Regions from separate parts of the Triticum aestivum genome. Here region 2 is linked to region 1. The links are chromatin contacts, called in public Hi-C maps. All regions are on one chromosome and are shown on one strand. The core of a region is the stretch at or near the end of the contact, and the rest is flanking DNA. Distances in the headings are between cores, read along the strand shown. Region 1 holds the start of LOC123041725 (probable metal-nicotianamine transporter YSL9). Region 2 has its middle 39 kb from the start of LOC123046181.

Region 1 (4,128 bases), core at 419-2,918:
ACGATTGAGAGGAGTTCCGGTGGTGGCCTAGTGGCGGCTATCTCCGGTGGATATCAAGGTCGGTTCGCTCCGAGTAATGGGTCCAGCAGCTGTTGGAAGATCCACCATCAAGACGGTGACTGGAACACTATTCATATCTAGGTTAAATCCCGTGATATGGCTTTACTAGTCAAACGGCAACGACAAACTTGCGTCGTCTCCTTGTTGAAGGCATTGTCTCGACAAACTTGCATCCTCTCCTTGTTGAAGGCATTGTCCTTCTGTTGATGCTTTTACCTTTGACTTGAAGGATCCGGCATCCAAGATGAAAATCCATGTCCTGGCCTTCACAGGCTAGACTCAATGACATGGACACAAGTGTTTGTTTCAAGAGAATGACGACTTAGTGATAGGTGTTTGTTTGTCACATCTTGTAATGGCTCTACATTGTTATTCATTTCATCTACTCTATTGCATACCACGAGGTGTTCCCCAAGGTTTCCAAGGGTATTGCACAGATTGCAGTGCAGCGTATCCGATTGGTCCTAGAGTCCTAGTTAGCCTATCCCATTGGAACATGTCGAATTCAAAAATGTGCCCTGGCTTTTTATGTTTTGTAACAGTCCTTTCTTAGTGAATACTAGCAATGATCCTGCTATTTTTACTCAAAAAACAAGGCACATTCAGTAGGGACCATGAGGCCATCACCGGTCAAATCGGATATCATGAAAATGAAAGAAATGAAATCAGGAGCGAGGAGCTCCACAATTCGAAGGCAAAAAAAGCATGAAAATGGTACTCCTAGTACTGACGTCAAACTACATCACCAAAGTAAATCAAAGTCAGCTTGCCTAATCCGTGAGTTGGTCTTATCCTTATAAACAAACAAGGATAGCAAGACAGAGACAAAAAGACCTTACGCCGCACGCGTAGGCGTAGGACAGCAGAAGGAGCCAACATTTTTCAGTCGTCGAAGCAAGAGCAATACAGATAGTGACAAGGAGTTGATTACCACTTTGACAGTATGCAAGCAACATTTGTAGAGGAGCAAGTTTGGAAGAAAGGTAAGCAGTTCGCCAGCTCTAGCTTGTGAAGGTAATTTGGAACAGTATGGGGAGCACGGGCATACGGACCTTCCTGAGAGGGACGAGCGCGATGATCCCCACGAAGCTGACGGCGAGGAGGAAGCCGGTCATCCACGCAATGCCGGGCTCCTTGTAGCTCCCTGGCACGTTGCCCTCCGTCTCCTCCCCGGCCATCTCGTAGGTGTTCTTGTCGAGCGCGAGCAGGTAGGACCCGAACCCGCCTGTGGGAAGGGAAGGGAAAAATCCAAGGACGCGTCTCAATCCAAGGTCTCCACTTGACAAATTGGCGGATGTGATGTGTGGCCAGCACTGACCTCCGACGGCGATGCTGTAGCAGGCGACGGCGCAGGTCTGCACGACGGTGTTCTCCTGGCACGTGAAGGGGCGGGCGGCAACGCCGAGGCGGGCCAGCGCCTTGGTCCAGCCGCGGAGGACGACGAAGGCGATGAGCGCGGCGGAGACGTTGAGCGTGGGGACGAGGCCCGTGGTGAGGTTGAGCTTCATCACGATGACGCTGTACATTGCGGTGCCTTAAAGCACATGCCTTTGAATCACTGACATGTGGGCCAGCCACCTGTTGGACCCACATGTCATAGACACAAAGGTAGGTGCCTTAAGACACCGAAGCATTGTCCGCATCTGCTACACAGCCTCACGGGGAGCAGCCACCGATTGCTACGGTGCGGAGCATACATTGGTGTGGTGTGTCCTCTTCCGTCGCCTTTCCATCATTTTCTGAAGTGGTCGCTCCCAAGCTCCCAAGCTTTTTGGTCGAAGCTAGAGGGCCCAGCAGGTGAGATTTTTCTCATGCTCTCTGTATCCGCAATTCTCCATTCTAACCGAAGAATCAAGAATGTCCTTCTTGCTCCATGGATTCTGCCTTGGAATCACTCACAGCTCTCTCGAGAGAGCTCGCTCGGTGCCAGTAGTACAAGTGTAGAGCTCACTAATGATTAACGAACACCGTCCTCTGTCCGGCGGTCCGGTGACTCCGTCTGGCCCCGGGCTCGAATCTGACGCTGCGAGAATCTGTCACCACTGTGCAGCAGGACAGGCGGAGGAAGCACCGGAGGCCGCCGCCGTCGCCGGGCGTCGAGCTCGCGATGGCGCCGCACTCGCGGGACGGCCGCAGAGTCCATTTCGAGGAGATCCGCGAGCTCGACGGCGACGGCGACGACTCCGAGCTGGGGGCCGGGCACGCGCGGGGCCGCGTGCCGCCGTGGCGGGAGCAGCTGACGGCGCGCGGGATGGTGGCGAGCCTGGCGGTCGGCATACAAGCAAACTGACGGGAGTTGCTCCTCGGCACGCATCGTCGATAAAATATCTGCTGATCAACGCTCGGGAACGAGCCCCGTCCAATCAGAACTCCAGATCCAAGGGGCTGAAATTGGAGAGATTTTTATCTAAAAAATAACAGAGTCAACGAAGATCCGGGCGAGATCGATCTGCGGACTGCGGTGGCTCGAAAAATCTTTTACTGACACGATTGCGTAGCTGAAAGAAAGGTGACTCCGCATAAGGCTAGCCATAGTGGGGGTAATATAACCGGTAACATGCACTTGGGAGGTGCAGGAGTCCCAAGTGCATGTTATATAACCGGTGCTTCGTCTTCCCTGGTCCCCCTGCTGTATTGGTGACCGAGGCCTGCTCCTGCACCTTTCATAGTTAATTCAGACAACGGATTCAGAGCCGCAAGTAGGACCCTTCTTCCTCCTGTCGACGCCGACCGCCATTGCCCCTTTTACTGCTCGCTCTGTTGCTCGCAAACTGGTTGCTTGCACCGTGTTTCTTTGGCATGGCCACCGCCGGCCATGGCCGTGCCCATGTCTACCCCACCAGCGACCATTTAGTGCCTGGGTCAGCGGTGGACCTGCAAGCAGGTCTGGCTGTATGCCTGTGTATTGCCATATGAGATTGGTCAAAAAACAATGTTTTTTTCTTTCGCTCGTCCTTTGCACAAGAAAGTTGCACAATTGAAATATCTAGATATATTGGACCTCCAAGCTACAATCTAAAATTTCTGAATATAATGTAGTTTCATACTCAGAAACATGCAAATTGTCTACATGATACAAATTGAAATTTACAGGTATATAATGTAGTTCCATATTCAGAACATGCAAATTGTCTACATGATACAAATTTAAATTTACTGGTTATGAACTTATGATTAAAAAATAAGTAAATTTTATTGCAGAGTAATTGAAGAGGGAAGAGGACCATAGACATTGCTTCTCTTTTTTGGAGACATGCTTCTTTAAACTTCTCAAGGTATGTATTATGTAGACTTCTTTTATGCAAAACTGACACTTAATTGAGAATTTTAGTATGTCTGCAACAACATATTATTCTATTTCTATGTGCTGACATTCTATATTTGTTGTCGAAATTGTGGACCACCCTGTTTTCATATCCTAGCTCCGCCACTGGGAGTAATACGCAGCAAATCACACGGATTCTCGTCTGAAAGGACTAATCAGTGATCACTGATCTTTTTTTTGTTGCGAACTAGTAGTAGTGATCACTGATCTGATCAAGATACATAACAAATATGAGGATGAAATTGGGGAGAGGAGGCAACTCTCCTTGCGTGGCTTGCTTCCAAACCAGTCCAGGAAGCGCCTCTTTCATTAAATCAAAGGTGTTTTATTGTTTGTTTGTTTTTGGCGAGGACTAAAAACTTGTATAAAAACAAATATGTCTGACGGTTGATATTATTTCATAATTTTTTTTAGGGAAATGACCAAAATAAGCCTTGAACTTGTAGACGAAATCTAAATCAAACTGAACTCTCAATCCCAGAAATCAGCATACCAAACTCTCTTATCCCGGTCTATTTTGAACCTTGAGAAGATTTAGTTGGTATTCCTTTTTCTTTATTTTTTTCTTTTTGTTTTCCTTTGTTTTTTCTTTGGTTTTGTTCTGCTTTTTTCCTTGTTTTTCCAATGGTTTTATCTGGTTTTCCTTTCTTCTTTATACTTTTTGTTTTTTCTTCATATTGTTTGTTTTTTCGCTTTTATTTTGTTTCTTTATCGGTAACCGGTTTTCTTTTTTACACATGTCT
Region 2 (4,671 bases), core at 1,380-3,879, 290 kb after region 1:
AAGACATGTGTGTTGGCTGATTGCTTTTGGATGTGGCAAATGAACTTGCACCCTGATTGCTACCTTATGATATTGTTGCTGAAAATTGTGTTATATGCCAATATATATATTGTTATGTTGTTTTTCTTCAAAATACAAATGAAATGCTGCTGAAATTTTTAATTTTGTTTATTCCATTTTTCATTCCATGCTTTCCAACCAAACACTATAACGGAACCATCCCGTTTCAGTTTTTTGCTTGTACCAAACACAGAAACGGAACCGACCCGTTCCTCTGAAATGGAATCATTCCATTCCATGACAGTTGGTTCTTCAACCAAACACACCCTTGTACAACTCGTCCCACCAGAACCAGATCGATCGCCACGCGAAAGCTGATCAATGTTGACGGGTTCGGCCAGTTTGTCAGCGCTGAAAATACGCCATGGAAACCACTCGCAAGCTGACTGACTGACTGTACCGACCGACTAAACTACGTGCAGTGGCAGCGATCGAGACGACGACATGCACATTTTATATACTCCACTATGATTGCAGTATACTATCGGCAATTCGGCATGGGATTTAGTTTAATCAGATGGCGATCGAGCTCAGGCGAGACGACATCCCATGAGGCATTCCCTCGTAATCGAGTGCCCCCAAAGATTTCGGAGTGTCACGGATGGCGATGGGCTCCAGCAGCCACTCGACTGCTTCCACTAAACACTCGGTAATAATCTAATCTATTGGCCCTGGACTATGTATGGATGGCTGGATCATGGATTGGATGGATAGGTAGATCTTGATCCGTTCTTTTGCCTAACTAGAGTTAAATTGCAAAAAACATCGACACTTTAGGCAAGGTTTGCAGGAACCACACATTTACGAAATTGTGCAAAAAAACACTAGTTTTTTTTCATAATTTTTTACAAAAAACATTAGTTGGCGGCTTTGGTCGTTTTGATGACGATTATGACATGTGGGTCCTGGAAATTATGACGTGGCGTAACGGTTCGCAGGTGACGCCGTTAAATAGGGGATTTTACACCGACGCCCTTCTTCAAAAACTTAAAAAGCAATCAGCCCCCTCCTCCTCGCGTCTTCTCTCCGGCCCCCTTCCCCACCGGAGCAGCAGCTACCGCGGGCGCCGGAGCACCGGCAGCAGCAGCAGCTTTTGCGGGGGCGAAGCTGCTGGGGGAGCTGACACCGGAGCAGCAGCCGCGGTGGCCGCGCACGGGCGTGAGCATCAGCCGCGGTGGCCGCGGATGGGCGCAAGCAGCAGCCCTGGCGGCCGCGAGCTGCAGCCGCGCCGGCCGCGGCCAGTCGGCCATGCTGCAGGGCGGGGGCGATGGAGGTCGATCCGGTGGCGGCCAGCTGGGGCAAGGGCGGCGGCGGGCAGCGTGCCCGCGAGCTCGGACCCGGGCTTCCGGTGCCCATGCGTGCTGGCACCTTGAGGGGCTCGGCGTCGGCCTCCTGATGCAGACGCCGGGACATGCTTGAAGGCTGCAGTGAGCGGACCAGAGAAGACGCACCACGAGCCCGTGCACGTGCTCGGACAAGGCGAGGTAGCATGGAACGGCGAGTTGAGAAACAACGACGACCACCGGGGCTCGGAGCTTGTCGGCGAGGGTGCAGGAGGAGGCGGAGCTTGACGCTGGGATGTCCAGGAGGTCGGCGTTGACGCTGCGGACCAGACGGTGTCTAGGATGAGGACCGAAGGAGTCTGCCGGTGGCTAATTTGATGGTGGTGCGCCATGACCGAGGTTGGAGAGCAAGGTCGCTGCCGACGGCTATGGCGTGTCCCTGGCTCAGTCAATGAAGCAGGAGTGAGAGGGAGACAGGGCGAGGCGGATGCACATGATGCTGAAGCTCGTGGTTGTCTCCAGCCACATCAACGACAAGCGACGGCCATGGCGGTGCTCGGTTTGGTCCGATGTTCCTGATCCAGAGGTGTACGACCCGAGGCCGGTGGCGGAGGCAAGGTCCGGCCGTCCTATGCGCAGGAGTGTTTTTTCAGTTTGACCGCGGGTGTTCTTTTTTGAAGAAGTGAGGGAGTTTTTGGTAAAAAAGTATCTCTAACGACCTCTAGCATCATCAGTTATGCCACGTCATCATTTCCGGGACCCACCTGTCATAATCGTCATCAAAACGACCAAAACTGCCAACTAGTGTTTTTTGCAAAAAATTATGAAAAAAAATTAGTGCTTTTTGGCACAATTCCGTAAATATGTGGTTCCTGCAAACCTTGCCTGAAGTGTCGATGTTTTTTGCAATTCACTCGCCTAACTAGGTCAGGGTCCACTGGAAAGTTGAAAAGGGCTAGAAAATGGTATATGCCTGTTGAAATGATCTTCTTTTAGGAGAAATCATCTTTCTAATCCAGTCATGCATCCAGGACGCAGTCCGCATAATAAAGCAGTTTGATCGTGTACCGATCACGTAGACGGTCAGCAGCACTTTTCACCACACATGAAAATGCAGTAAATTCAATTATGCTAATGGGCATAATAACAATCTTATCTCTGACGTTTCAACGGTCTTGCAACATTTAGCTGAGAACGTACGTACGTATATCTTGAGGTCAATCTTTCCAGTCCTGCCGACTACGCAGCCACAGGAGATATATATGTACAAGAAAATGGCTGATTTATGATGGCAGCATGATCTCACCTTGCGGTAAGCACCCACCGTACAATTGTTTAACACTTCCACGCCAGATCGATCCCGCTTATACAAAAATCCAAAGCTCTTCATGTGACACTACGCCGTTTGACTTATGCCACGTGCTCCTTTTTCAATAGCATCGGTCGTACACGACCCCGGAATAGATATACGAACCGGTCTAGCTAAGGTCCAACGACAAGGACACACTTGGGTTGAGATTAGCTAAGCGGGCATTATTAGTGGAAATAAACTACGCAGTTCGTTCCTATCACATGACATGCCACCATGCACGACAGACGGATTCCTTCAGGTACGCCTAGCCCGAGCGCCCGCGCCCCCCCGTCAGCCTCGCCGGTGGCGAGCCACTAGGAGCCTCCACCGCCCCGCTGCCTCGCCGAATACCGCCGCCCCGCGCCAGCACCTCGCCTCGCCGTCCGCCGCTATGGGAGTCCAACTCCGAGCTCCTCTGCGCCCCCACCAAGCCTCCTCGTCGTCGTCTGGCCCCGCCGGACCGGGATCCGCCCCCTCCATCTCGCCCGGTGCCGCCCCTCGCCGTCTCGCCGCCGCATCGCCGGAGACCCCGCCGGCGCGGCCTCCCTCGTCCGCGCACGCGTGCAGGCGCACGCGAAGCCGTGCCTTCACACGTGGGCCGGCCCCGCCCCGGCCCAACGCGTCTCCAAGGCCCAGCCAGCCAGCCTCCTCGCAAACTGGGCCAAGCCCATGGTGAGCCCCTGTTTTCCTCGCCATGGGCGATGCATCAGTACATTGCGCTCACTCATTTTCCTATAATTTTTGTGATTGCTATAATTTTGTCCTTATTGATCCTATGGAGACGTGTAATATATGCAAATGATCTACCCTCTGTGCTCTTGATGATGGTTGTTTTTGCATTCATGTTAGGGATCATCTTCATGCCACAAATTCTGTTGCAAAAGTGCTTGTTGATGTTAAATGCTGAAAGCTGATAAAAATTGCGATTTTGTCTTTTTCATATCTTTTTGTATGATTTTCTTTTGAGCAACTTGCCTACATGTTTCAAAGCACAATCATGTCATCTTTGCAATGGTGTGATCCATTCTTCATGATATGCACTGTAGTGACTAGAACAAGCTTGCCAAGTGGCCTACTCGTTGTTTGCTGTTTTCAGAGACTTAGTAATTTCTGGTAAGTCAGAATCTGTTATATTATGACGCCATGCTTGATGCTAGCATCAAATCTATGCATAATATGGAGATGTTCAGTACTCATGTTTTGAAGACCATGTTATGCTCTATCCATTCATGCCTTTGTTTGCATTTATAACCTACTATAGCTTGTTGTTTTCATGCTCTCAAATTGCTTGAAAATGTTGTTGTCAGTCTATTAACAGCATGTTCCATTTTGCAAAGCTCATTGTAATTAATATATGCATCTTATAAATTGTGCCACTGGTTTAATTGGAATTATGACATGCCTACGTCATGCTTATGACCTTTGCATAATTATTAAAATTGCTATGCTTACTATTGTGTGCCTCCAAAGTCAGCATCTTAATGTTATTGTTGGATTCCCATATTTTCACTAAGTCTGAGATATGCTATTTCATGTTTGCATCTTGTCTTGATGAATGCCATGAACTTGTTGCTCATATCATGAAGTCTTGAGCTCCATGATATGTAATAGCATGCTATGCCTTTTGATGCCATGTTCAAGCACTGTAGCACACTTGTTTCATGCCTCCAACATGCCATCATATTAACTCTGCTCATGTATATGCCTAGTTTTCTACAGTCATGAATCTGTAACAGAACTTTGCATTATGTATTGATCATATTGGTTTAATCCTGATGCCTATGTACCTGAACCTTAATGATATTTGAAGCATGTAATCTGTACTTGAAATACATATCAAGTTTGTGCCCATATGTTTCCTGTAGCATGTTGTTTCCTTGCTTGTAATATGCCTACTTGCTATTTTGAGCAGTTTGTCTTTTAAACTTGTTTCGTGTGTATGTGTTGAACCGTTGCTCCGTTTTGATCATGTACTAT

What was found. Hi-C and Micro-C count contacts between places; a contact is called where the count stands out from the background.
Region 2: a contact with region 1 is called in a Hi-C map of leaf, with 4 times the contacts expected there. The contact joins the enhancer-like site here to the promoter of LOC123041725 in region 1. A contact is called at or near these places in 2 of 5 Hi-C or Micro-C datasets (leaf and root).

The regions. Positions count from the first base shown.
Region 1 is chr2B:587,593,229-587,597,356 of IWGSC CS RefSeq v2.1, forward strand. It overlaps LOC123041725 (probable metal-nicotianamine transporter YSL9), which reads right to left and starts at 1,669. Exons shown (of 7, transcript XM_044464297.1): 1 at 1,379-1,669; 2 at 1,113-1,285. The coding sequence starts at 1,586.
Region 2 is chr2B:587,882,097-587,886,767 of IWGSC CS RefSeq v2.1, forward strand. No RefSeq gene overlaps it. Among protein-coding and RNA genes, the nearest start is that of LOC123046181, 39 kb to the right of the region's middle. Within about 2 kb of position 2,630, at least 2 of the 8 cell types and tissues checked have an H3K27ac peak or open chromatin away from gene starts, as enhancers often do. A contact at or near this core is called in leaf, where this site is marked.